2 separate regions of the Gasterosteus aculeatus genome follow, and region 1 is linked to region 2. Evidence: chromatin contacts called from public Hi-C data. All regions are on one chromosome and are shown on one strand. The core of a region is the stretch at or near the end of the contact, and the rest is flanking DNA. Distances in the headings are between cores, read along the strand shown.

What was found. Hi-C and Micro-C count contacts between places; a contact is called where the count stands out from the background.
Region 1: a contact with region 2 is called in a Hi-C map of liver, with 5 times the contacts expected there. The contact joins the enhancer-like site here to the promoter of LOC120833572 in region 2. A contact is called at or near these places in 4 of 6 Hi-C or Micro-C datasets (liver, skeletal muscle, tail fin and 1 more).

What each region holds. Positions count from the first base shown.
Region 1 is chr16:12,524,756-12,531,009 of fGasAcu3.hap1.1, forward strand. It overlaps LOC120833572 (disco-interacting protein 2 homolog A), which reads left to right. Exons shown (of 39, transcript XM_040200775.2): 8 at 1,163-1,282; 9 at 2,262-2,459; 10 at 2,706-2,797; 11 at 3,123-3,233; 12 at 3,801-3,924; 13 at 4,000-4,109; 14 at 4,250-4,352; 15 at 4,731-4,795; 16 at 5,053-5,146; 17 at 5,657-5,776; 18 at 5,877-5,991. Among protein-coding and RNA genes, the nearest start is that of sacs2, 36 kb to the right of the region's middle. Within about 2 kb of position 3,891, at least 2 of the 9 cell types and tissues checked have open chromatin away from gene starts, as enhancers often do. A contact at or near this core is called in liver, where this site is marked.
Region 2 is chr16:12,478,320-12,484,452 of fGasAcu3.hap1.1, forward strand. LOC120833572 (disco-interacting protein 2 homolog A) reads left to right here and starts at 1,812. Exons shown (of 39, transcript XM_040200775.2): 1 at 1,812-2,250; 2 at 2,386-2,498. The coding sequence starts at 2,156. It overlaps cflar (CASP8 and FADD-like apoptosis regulator), which reads left to right. Exons shown (of 10, transcript NM_001267666.1): 9 at 1-35; 10 at 123-1,025. The coding sequence ends at 252.

The DNA of each region.
Region 1 (6,254 bases), core at 2,641-5,140, 49 kb after region 2:
GATTCATTAACAATAACACACGTGTGGGATAGCCAGTCTTGCTCTTTATGCTATTCGATCACGTATGACCATTTCTGCGTAATGGACCTAGTGCTTGCTGCAGTAATTTAATGATGTGGGTTGATATGAAAATGTTAATTATAGTCATCATCACATGCAGGTCCTGGTTGGTTTTGATATTAACGATCAGGCGCACTTGAGTGGGCGGGGGGGGGGGGGTCATGGCCCGCAGATGCAATCCTCCTGTGTGTCTTGGGCTTTCTAATTGGCCCATCAGGTGCAGCTCTGACTCCCACACTTCTGCCCCCCCTGTGCATCTGTCCCTCCGTAAGTCGGCACAGTCTGTCTGAGCCAGGCTTATAATAGTAAGAGAAATGGGGCGAGCTACGTGCAGCTGTGGCCTTCGTCTCCTGTGGCTGTCTGGAATGTCTGCAAAGACCACCTTTCCTAAACTACGTATGAATTCATGCGAAGGAAATGATGCCCGATGATGATTATAGTCTTCGCATCCACGTCAGAAATGTGAGAGGAATCTAACCAGACACCCCTCCTCGTCTCTCGTGCCCCTTTATTTATGTTTTCTCATTGCGTCTATATTCTGGTTCAGCATTTCTAACACTTTAACACTTCAAATAATTTACATTAACATTACATTGGGTTATAGTTGGTTTTAGCCTCCACCATTATGGATTTTGCAGAGCGTACGTGAAACATCTTTTTAGACAATTCATGACTTGACATGAATGACATGACTAATCACTTAATGGTGGACATTTTTGTTGCTAGGCAGCAGGCGAGGATGCTCCTCACTTTCTGTTTTATTTAGCCTGCAATGTTTGTCGCCGATTCTAGAGAGTATCTGGATTCAAAGACTGTGATCGTTTGACCTCCAGGTGACTGTAATGGGCCTCGCGGTTCACTGTTGTTGTTCTGCAACAATGTGAGTGACAGCTGGTTGTCCTCTAGAGAGCACCACATTGACCTTTTCGATTCTCTTCTTTTCAACCCTTCCCGTCTCCTTCTCACTTCATCCATCTCTCATTTAATTTGTCTACATTTCTATTGCCATGCCACATATTCTTTCTTCCTCTCCACATACTTGTCTTGTTAATTTCCCCTTTTATGCCCTTTTCTTTTCATGTCCTCCAATATCATGGTGCAGGTGTTCCAGTCAACAGTCGCGTCTCCTCCAAAATCCAGCAGCTGCTCAACACTCTGAAAAGACCGAAGCGGCCGCCGTTGCGAGAGTTCTTTGTCGACGACTTCGAGGAGCTTTTGGATGGTAAGATAGTTCCAAAGTAATTATCTGGCTTCTAACAAATCAATAATTCATGAAAGGAAGCATCCATCTTTTTGTGGTGTGATCAGCATACTGATCAGAGACTTCAGCAGTTAAAGGTTGGATTTGATTCAAATCCTCTTGCTCCTTCATGTGCGTCAGCCACACCAGCGTTAACAACCTGTACCAACATTTTTTTTGGAGCTTTCAGCGGAATTTTGCAGCTTCCGGCGAGGTGAAAACGTCGGGTTGAGCTCACCACGCCTCTCAAATAAACAGTCATGGAACACGTTTAGATTCGTGGTTGTCATTTTGTCTCTTGGTGGGGCTCAGACCACCAGGTGTGTTGAGGGAGTGGTTATGGAATACAGAAACACGCACACTAAGCGGCCCGGCCCTGTCCAACCATTTCCTTCATTCCAACCCGCCCATCATGTGGTTTTGGGGGGCTTTCTGCCAGGATGAATAAACACGAATGAAGTAAAATGAAGTGCCAGGAATAGTAATGCATCAGCAGGTAATTGACGAGCCCCGCTGAGTTTGGCAAAGACACTGTGACATGGCAACCCCCTGCTTGGTGGTCTGCCTGGAGCGAGCGAGCAAAAAAACACACTGAGCTGAAAATGGCAGGAGGCTCAACGCTGTTTGTTCCTGATGGAGGTGATTTATTTGGCAGCGGACCTCATGGCAGCTCTTTTAAGCATTTTTGAATTACGCTCACCAGAGTTCAATGCAGTTTGGGGGGGAAATAGTGACGGAAAGATGCAAGTCCAATCAAAGCGCAAGTATGGTGCGAGGAGAAGCGGAAGCTGAGGGATAGAGGGAGCTACTCCTTATTGAAGGATGCAGCTTAGACTGATAAGCACAGAATCCAACTCACATTTAATCCTCCACCTTACACTCGTATGGCCCTGCCTGAGTTTTATTACTGAGAAATGTACCGATTATTTGTCAACAGAGATATTTTGTCTTCCCTATTTAGTTCAGCAGCCAGATCCCAACCAGCCAAAACCGGAAGGCCAGCACATGAGTCCCCTAGAAGGCGATCCTCTCGGGGGGGTCAACACCTGGCCTCCCTCCTTGCCAGCAGCCTTACATCGGTGGGGTACGACTCAGCCCAAGAGCCCCTGCCTGACGGCCCTCGACAATGCTGGCAAGCCGGTGTACACGCTCACCTATGGTAGGCATCAGGCTGTGGATGAGTGGCTCCCAATTCACACCGGAGATACAAAGCCATGTCTCCTCCTGTCATGCAATCTGTCTCTTTCTCTTTACAAATAATGGACAAAGAAGTGGCCGTCTCTGCATGGACGTTATTTTGTAATCGCTGCTATTATCAGCCGTTGTGTGGATTTTTATGTGGATTTGGTGGTCTGGGGTTGGGATGTCAAATCAAATATGTGACCGTCGACTTTCACCTCTGTAGGTAAACTATGGACCCGCAGTCAGAAACTGGCCTACACGCTTCTTAACAAGCTGAGTACCAGAAATGAGCCTTTGCTGGTGCCCGGCGACAGGGTAAGTCATGACATAAATCTGTGTCCAGGCCTGGTCAGTCGTATGTCACATTCCTCGTTCCATTTGAGGTTTTTGGCTGAGGCTCCTAAAACAATATTCAGCTAGTTTCTATTTCCCTGAGCTTGAAGTAGCGTTAAAAATGAAACGGTGAGAGAATATATTATTATCAAGTCTGCCTACTTGATTCTAAGGTCAGTTTGCAACAAACAAGAGCTATTTCTTATATGATATATATTCTTATATATAATACCACAACCACATTATTTCTGAAATGAAGCAAACGTTTGCTTTCACATCCTACTATAACATATTGTGTCCACCGCAGGTTGCACTTGTTTTCCCCAACAACGACCCAGTGATGTTCATGGTTGCCTTTTACGGCTGTCTCTTGGCCGAGCTGGTTCCGGTGCCGATTGAAGTCCCGCTCACCAGAAAGGTAAAGGCAAATACAATCTCTTGGGAATGTGTGGACCTTATTGGTTTGAGCTAAACACTGAAGAGCAGCAGTGACCCCTGCTGGACACATGACCCCTAATGAGAGCGTTGTAAAGTTATGCACATTGGCTTCTACTTTTCCAATATCCTAGAATATCTTGTGCTATAACAGCCTTCTGTAGTGTTATTCAGCCCTAAAGTGTTATGATGCATCCCAGTTTCCTGCACAAACTGAACCAATTTCCCCCACATCAGTTAGACAGTTTGAATATTTATGTCTGTTCTTGTTTGCTGTTTACAAGCATGCTGTTGGAAGACGCTGACATGGCTGTAATGGATTATTGTCAAGGGAAACGATGCGTAATTTCAGTGACAATATTAGACCACATAGGGCAACTGGGCGCATTGCAATGTTCCTAAACCATCAAAGGGGGGCTCGACACATGAAGTTTGGGAACCGCTGCCTCAGCACATTTTTCCTCAAGCCTTCCTGTTTTGTCACTTTTGATGATTGTTATTCGACTGTTTGCCAAAGTTCCTGCTGTATGAACTTTGATCTCCCCCCCAGGATGCCGGCAGTCAACAGATTGGCTTTCTGTTGGGAAGCTGTGGCGTCACGTTGGCACTGACCACTGACGCGTGTCAGAAAGGCTTGCCCAAAGCACAAACGGGGGAGGTAGCCACGTTCAAAGGTGGGCTCTCATTTTCACTCTCCCTCTGTTTAGCTGCGTTTGGTTTGAACTGACTCCACGCCTCCGTCTCTTCAGGCTGGCCACGGTTACTGTGGTTCGTGACGGATGGAAAACATGTTGTGAAGCCCCCGAAGGACTGGCACCCTCCGATACGGGACACCAGTAATGACATAGCTTACATAGAGGTAAAAGTGGTTTTATTGATCTTACCAGTAAAGGGAATATCAATTTGGTTATATTTTTTTGTTTTAATTTGATGTATTCTTTATGTGTTCTTTTTTGGAATGAAATTGTTCAAATGGTTTTCCTTGTTTCCTTCGGTCAGTATAAGACCAGCAAGGAGGGAAGCACCATGGGCATCACAGTGTCCAACGCAGCCACGCTGGCCCACTGTCACGCGCTCACTCAGGCCTGCGGCTACACTGAAGGTAGGGAGGACCCCTCAACTTCTCATTATTTGTTTGGCTTCAGCGTCACACCTCATCAGAGTGTAATTACAGTCCGGTTTGATAAATGCGCCCACTCAGCTCGTTGTTTTTCTTCCTGAGAATGTAAGGCCCCTCCTCTCCTTCAGTGTCCCAGTTTTGCTGTAAATAACTCTTGACGGCACCAGAAGCCCTGAGAGTCTCTCTGGGTCGGTTTTACAAATATGTTCGCTGCTTCACTGAATTGCAATGCTGCCACAAACAGGAATTATAATTATTTTTTTGAAATAATGATGATATGCAAGTGCTTTAGTTAAAAAAGAATGCCAGGTTAAATGTCTCAAACCTTGATCTTGTTCAAAATTCCTTTTTCAATTGCAGGTGAGACAATAACCAACGTCCTGGACTTCAAAAGAGAAGCAGGGTTATGGCACGGCGTTCTCACTGTGAGTGGTGTTGAACCGTCTGGTAAAGCTAATGGAAGAGTTCTATCACAATTTATTATAAACTAATTGTGAAACACAACTTAAGCGCTTAAGACCTGTAAAACATATTTCAACTTCCAACACATCCTCAAATCAGCGCTGCTGATGCAGTTTCACGTTCAAACCCCCGAAAATGAAACAGTGATCAGGTCTGGTTTATAATGATGTCAGTGAAATTATGATACACCGTGGACATATTTTTGTGTTTCTCTTGGCAGAGTGTCATGAATCGGATGCACGTGATCAGCATTCCTTACTCCCTGATGAAAGTCAACCCCCTCTCCTGGATACAGAAGGTTCACACATACAAAGGTGAGGATTAATCCACCCAGGCATCCGTCACTTGTCACCGTTAGTACGGCACAAACACACCTAGTTTTATCTAGGTGCATTGTTTCATACTGACTGATACAGAGTACATACACACGTTATTCACGTGATATGCTTTTGGAGCTTGCTCCATGGGGAAATGGTAGTTTGCCCAACACTTAATTCTTTTTAAGTATCTGTAATAAGACCGCGTTTGACTTTCAGAGAGAGTCTGTTCTCAGTGCACCTGTGAAAGGGGAGGGTGGATTGACGGACTAGTTTGTCTGACTCAGTTGTGCTGCTCCAGCGGAGGCTGAGGACAGGATGAAATCCGTCTCCTCCGCCATCCGAGCCGTAGGCCGCACTTTGCTGAGTCACCTGTCGGCAACTGAGTCAGACTGTGCTGCTATTTGCTGTCAGATTTACAGATCTGCGATTGGCTGTCCAGCCGAGTGACAGAGGTGATGATTATATTGTGAGCCTGTCTCTTTGTCTCTGCATCCCCTTCCACAGCAAGGGTTGCCGTGGTGAAGTCGAGAGACATGCACTGGTCTCTGCTGGCGCAGAGAGACCAAAGAGATGTCAGCCTGAGCTCCCTGCGCATGCTGATCGTAGCCGACGGAGCTAACCCATGTGAGTTCACCTGCAGACTCTCATTCAATGAAGCCTGGAGCCACAAGAGATTGTTGTTGATTTGTTGTGTACATTTGTTTGCATGTTTGTGTTATGACAGGGTCGATATCCTCGTGCGATGCCTTCCTCAACGTGTTTCAGGCACGTGGGCTGCGACCTGAGGTGATCTGTCCATGTGCCAGCTCTTCAGAAGCCATGACTGTCGCCATCCGCAGGTGAACTGCAGTCATTGCACCGTGCAAGAAGAACAACAACTGCCTGCCACCGCTCTTTTCTCACCGGGCTGTTTAATCCGACTGTCGAAAAATTTGTGCTTGTTTTAACATCGAGACAAGGTGTAGGAGGTCTCAGCCCCCATGGAGAAGGATTAGGGTGACAGGCAGACTCCAAACACGCATGCTTTAAATAAGCATTTTAAATCATAAGGAATGTGTGAGCCGAGGAATAGTTGCAGAGTTTGAAAGTGTCAGTCCTGCTA
Region 2 (6,133 bases), core at 562-3,061:
GTCCTGAGAGACGCTCTGCACAAAGGTCAAAGGAGGTAAGGTGCCTAGAGTGGGAAACACTTCCGCATCAGACGGTTTTCATGTTCGCCTTGAGAGAAAACAGATGTTTTGTGTTCCGACAGGAAAACGCACCTTTTGGATGTTCATACCGAGGTGAATGCGGCCATCTTTGAACATAACAGGAGGAATCCTGGAGCAACTTACCACATCGAGCTGAAACATACTTTAAGGAAAGAGCTTTACTTACAATAGTGTATTCATCACTATGATATAACGCTTAATCACCATCAGCGACATATTTACATATACCATATTACTTGCCTGTGAAGAACATACATATATTTTTTTTTACTGTGCATGCAGTGACACCTGCTGGTTGTAGAAACCTTAAACACTTTTGCAGCTTGTTTTGATATATATTTATTTCATGTTTGAAAGTAACTTTTTTCAATATGTTTCATAACAAATATACAGGCTAGACAAATACTCATCACCCATCTAACCCAAATGGCAGAACACCCAATCAGAGCCTCGCAATAGATTAATGCAAGACAAAAAAGAAGATTAATACAAGAGACTATACAGACTCTGTATATTTTAATCATACACAATGGTCATCTCATCAAATGTAATTGATTTATTTTTTTTAAGCATTAATCTGAATTGCCTTTGAAATGCCTTTTCCAGTGCAGCTTAAACGAGGTTGTAGTACCTCTTAGTATTTAATTATTGTTATTATACTTATAAGTAAGTAATGTAATGTGAATTGGTTAAATTAAGTACATCTATTGCTCTACTATTATTGTTATACCTGTTTTTTTTAATTTTCTATATTTTCTTAACTTTGAATGGATTGTCTTCATTTTGTTACTTATTTGCTACCAAAACCGAAGGATTTATAATGTGCATTCTGAGTTTGACTTTGATCTTTGTTCTTTTGTTTGAAATATTTATATTTCATACCAATATTGATGTTGGCTAAATTGTAATAAAGTTACTGGAAATAAATAACTAATACGTTTGAGAAGTTCAGGATGCAGACTCTTCCCACCCTCCAGTCTTAATACGTCCATATAATATATAGAGTGGGGTATTTGTCAACCATTAAGCTTCCCTGCCCACCCACCTACATGCCATAAAACCTTTTAAATTCTAAAATCTTCTGTATCGAATTACTATGTTAATGTTATGTTTACTTGGTAGTTTGTTGAATTCTATAACGAATATAGAATTTGCACGATAGTGACTGTATATGCACATATTCAGCAAACATTGTATTTCAGTCTATACACTGACTCTTTATATATGTAGATAATGGGATAGATATAGAGAGATATAAATAGGAGGTGGGCTACTTCTACGTTACAGTATTCATTTATTTTTCTTCTTATAGATGTTGTACCTTGCTTAATCTTATAAGAAGCAGGCGAGGCGTGATATACGTTTCATGAACTTTTAATTTCAACTAGCACAGTCCGCTCTAATGCTACCCGGGGTCTGCCGCGCTCCGCTCTGCGCATGTCCCTCACCACTGACTAGGGAATGCTGGGTGATGGAGTTCTTTACCTTAACAGTAACCAGTAACATCTAGTAACATCACAATAGAGTGCTATTATGATGTTGATAAATACATCCATACAATATGCAATATTTCTGAAGTCGGACAGTGAATCAAAGATCAGTTAGTTCTTTTTTCTTTAGACAGAAACAAACATATAATGTGTGTAAAACAGCACGTGGACATAATATAGTAATACAGTAAGCATGGTATATAAAGTTGTGTGACACCCAAGAAATGAACAAAAAAACCTCCAGTATTGTGATTGTGACAACAGGAGGCAGGCGAGTCACGCGAGGACGAGGAGACGCGCACAGGAGCGGCGCTCGTGCACGCGCGCGGTCGGGTGCCGCTGTTGCTATGATGCAATGGCGACTGCGCCGTGGGAAGCGAGCGGGGAGTTGAATGAGTTCCCTCCGCAGTTGAAGGCAAGCAGCCGGTCCCGACAGCCGACAGGACACCGCCAGTGCCGAGGGACAGACAGCGGCCACGGAGACCAGCGGCGGGACCTCCCCTTCCTCCCCTCTGTCCTCCCACACTGCGTGGAAACCCGCAGCCAAGCCAGGCGTGTCCGCTAGCCGCCCAGCTAGCCGCGTCATGACCGTTGGAGACGTTTTCTCACACGTCTGTGCGGCTTCGCAGCGAGAGACGCTCAGCGACACCCAGTTCAGACCCTCGCTAGCTGAAACCAAGTGAGGGGCGGGTGGGGGGCTTATTTCATTACATTCTTTTTTAATTTCCAGTGGCATTGTCATCAGCAGCATTTCGGTGGACCTACCCGTGCTTTTTATTTCATTTTTTTTTTTTTTTACCACCATGGCTGAGAGAACCTCCACCGGGTTGCTAACGATGATGTTGGAGCCGACGCCGGCTGTCGCTGTTACCCTCCCGGCGGAGGTCCGGGAGAAGCTGGCGGAGCTGGAGCTGGAGCTCTCTGAGGGTAAGTTGACAGCGACATGCCGCAGGAGGGAAGGTGGTGGGGTGGGGGTATTTATTTTGACATGGTTCACGGTACACGACAGGCGATGGGAACCACCGCCCATGTTTTGAATGTCAGCATCACCGGAGGCTCCGCGCTCCCGCGAGTCCCACCGCAGCACCAACTTCTGAAGGCAGTTTTCTCCTCGAGTGGGACTGAAGACTAAAGTTAAGAGCTCGCCCTCTTGTGCGTTTCACCTCCTATGAAGCCCAAATGTTCACACTCCAAATCCCACATTTGATCCACAGCTGTCTTGAGTCAGCTGACACGCCCATCCTGCTGTTATCGATCTGGGTTTTTTCACAGAAATTTGTCTTTTTCCTCGTTTTGAAGTGAATAAAAAAAGGAAAGTTAAGTTACTAACTAATGGCGATTCATTTGGAGAGGTCGGTAAATCAGGATGTCACTAGTACTTGCTCTGCCTCATATGCTTTTTGTTATAACTGAATGATTTTATTATGGTCTTCATGAAGTTTTTCGCTGACATTGCTCACCTGTACGTTTGTTTGTGTGCAAACCTCCACGCTGAACATAATTTACAACTTATGGTTGAACTGTCTCCAATTATTGATGTGAGAAACCAAAAGGCCTCTTTTTAAAACATGTCCCTGAGCTATTATTCTAACCCTAACCCTAGAAAACACTTGAGACATCACGTTCCCAGACAAAGTCCACTGATATTTGTTACACTACCTAAACTTTTACTTTATATTCAAACATCATCCCTCTGGGCTACGGAGACTAAATGAAGCTGGCCTCATCCTCATGCTGTCCTGAAAGGAGGAATTAATTGCTTTTCTTTTGTTTGTGCAACGAGACTGCAACTTTAACTGCTCCTTTTTTTATATTAGCTCTACTCACGTGGCCAAATCGGCTGAGCTGTGCTAAAGTCCTAATAATTACCTGATTAGATTGGGGATTTGACCCCTATGGCTGTGACGCCTATCTTATGCCAACTGCGGAGTCCACTGGTGGTTTCTGTAGCCCCACACCGGGGGGGGTTTGGAATAGACCGACGGTGCACGCTTCGATCGGCACGTTAACCGCCACCGAGTTCTCTATTGGCACAGCCATGTTTTTCAGGAGCGGCGGCAAAATAAATCTATATCGGTCCGGCTTCCCCTTCCTGCTCTCCACAAGCCGCATCCTGCCATGCATGCCTGCCTCCATGCGCTCTGTTGTCTCTGACCTTCACTGCCTCTTTGCATGACTCCATGTTTCTTCCATTTTGTCCCAGCTGAAAGGAGAAAATGTAATTCCCCTTCAGCGTAAAATGAAATCAACCCCCCCACCTTTTTTCTCTGTGAAACCCTATCCTGGTACTCCTGGTGAACTCTTCACCCCGTGATGATGCCCTTTGGTTGCCTCCCCGTTACGTCCTGTCTGTCTCGTGGGGGGGGGGGGGGGGGGGGGAAACAGACAACTCACTTTATTGGAAGGAGATGAGAGCCCGGGGATCCTGCAGGTTTTTCCACCCTTCTCGCTGAGCTTTTGGCTTATAGGGATTTCAAGTCAGGCAAGTCTGCGTCACAGGAAGGTCACACGTCTCTCTGCTCGAGGTGTTTGTGTGTGTGTGTGTGTGTGTGTGTGTGTGTGTGTGTGTGTGTGTGTGTGTGTGTGTGTGTGTGTGTGACTAATGTATTATTCATGAAGCTCAACTGGTGTGTCATGTATGTTTACTTTTAGCAACCGAGACAATCCAGCTGTTCAGCTAGATAATATTCCTGCGTCAGCAGTTTTGGGGCTGCTGATGAGCGAAATAAACAACCTGTGCGCTCCTATTGTGGTTGTAACAAATGCTGTTTCCTCTAGGGATTCATTCTCAATTTGTCGCGCTCTAGTTTTATTTCTCGCTAAACACGTGTCTGAAATGTTTTGCTTACTTCACTCTTCTTTGAATGAGAACCTGTTTTTTATAGCCTGTAAACCTGTAAATGATGTTGCTTAAAACGTGCTTTTGTTGTTTTTGTTCACACTCCCTTTTTTTCAGTGCGTGTATGTTTAATGATTTGAAAAGCACCTTACTGTCCATGCCTGAGGCCGGCCTGGTGAAGCAGGATTACTAAATAATCTTAATACCTTCGCTGATTTAAACATGGAATTGATTTAAAGGTGGAGAATGGACTGAATGGAATTAAAAGGGCTTTTCCAGGTGTAAAGTCACTGCAAATTTTGCTTTAATATCACATCATCATAAGCACCAATCAAAGTGAAAAGGGATTATTGTTTAAAGGATGTGCTCTTCTATTAAACCTCTTGGATAGAAAACACATTTTTGTATTTCCAGAATTTGTTAACATTCCATCGAGTGTTTAACAGTCCAATTAGAACAATATTGCCATTTGGCGTCATTGGGAACATGCGGCTGTGGTTGGATGCGAATGAATGGACAGTAACCGAACAACCCAGCAGCTGTCATCAGTATCAAGTGTTGCCAAATCCCGATTGTCGAGCCGACACGTGTGACATCACCTCTTAAGATTTTATCAACTTGCCCCGCAACTCAGAACTCTCTCTCTCTCTCTTTGTGTTCATGTCGAGTAACCAAAACTAAGACTTGCGTGTGTGTGATCACGTTCAATGCAGTCCATTAGCCATTCGCTTTTTCCCAAGAAATAACTACCAAAACCCTCTTCTACCAAAATTCTTCACATCGGAGTCCGTGGAGGGAACACGTAATATCTCTCAGCTGACCTGGATGGCCATGAGTTGTCGGAAGATGGGTCTCAAAGGAGGGCAAGAAGATGGATGATCCCCATTATCTCCTGCAGGGAGGAAAGAGGGAGAGACGTGTCTGCTGCGTAATTCATACACTCACTCTTTTCCATTCTCTGGTTTTCTTCCCTCCTCCCTTGTGTTTGCTCTCCAAACCCTCTGATTACAAAGTCTTTTTTGGTCCAGTGCTGGTGTTTGCTGGGGAACTGCCAAACCTCTGGTTGGTCATTGTGCTCGTTTCGCCCGCTCCATGCTCATTTTACAGAGGAGCAGGTCTCTCTGGGTAGTTTACGTGGGGCTTGTTTGTTTTCATAGGGAAAATGTTCTGCTGCTGGTTTGAGATGTTTGGAAGAAGATCCAGCAGCGTACATGTGGCTGCTGTTCTTGGAAAATCAACTGCAAATCGTCTTTATTATAAGTGAGATTATCCAGAGATGGATCTATGTACATCCATTTGTTCTTTCTCTTCCTAATCTGTGTTATGTGCTTATGCAATGGAACCATTTCAGTTCCACCTTATGTAATCGCTTCAACAAAGGGGAAACTTCACTCGCTGCACTGAAGTAATGAGGTGACCAGGCGTTGTCAGGTGCTGGTTACTGTGGTAACAAGAGGCTGGTAATCAGCTTTAGTTGTATTTGCAGGGAGAAGCGTTTATTTTTGTCAAACACGCTCTCTAATTTCTCCCTAGTTCGACGTTACAAGACTTCAAGTACACCATGTGAAACAGGCAGAGGAATACAAAATAAAAACAGAATGTTGTTGTGTGAAACCTTTTTCAATTTAACACATAATGGTTTCTCATCCAACTTTGGTGCAGGTTTCTAATTAGTTGCAGTTTACAGTAGATCAACTTATATATGAGCCGAGGCTCCCAGCTT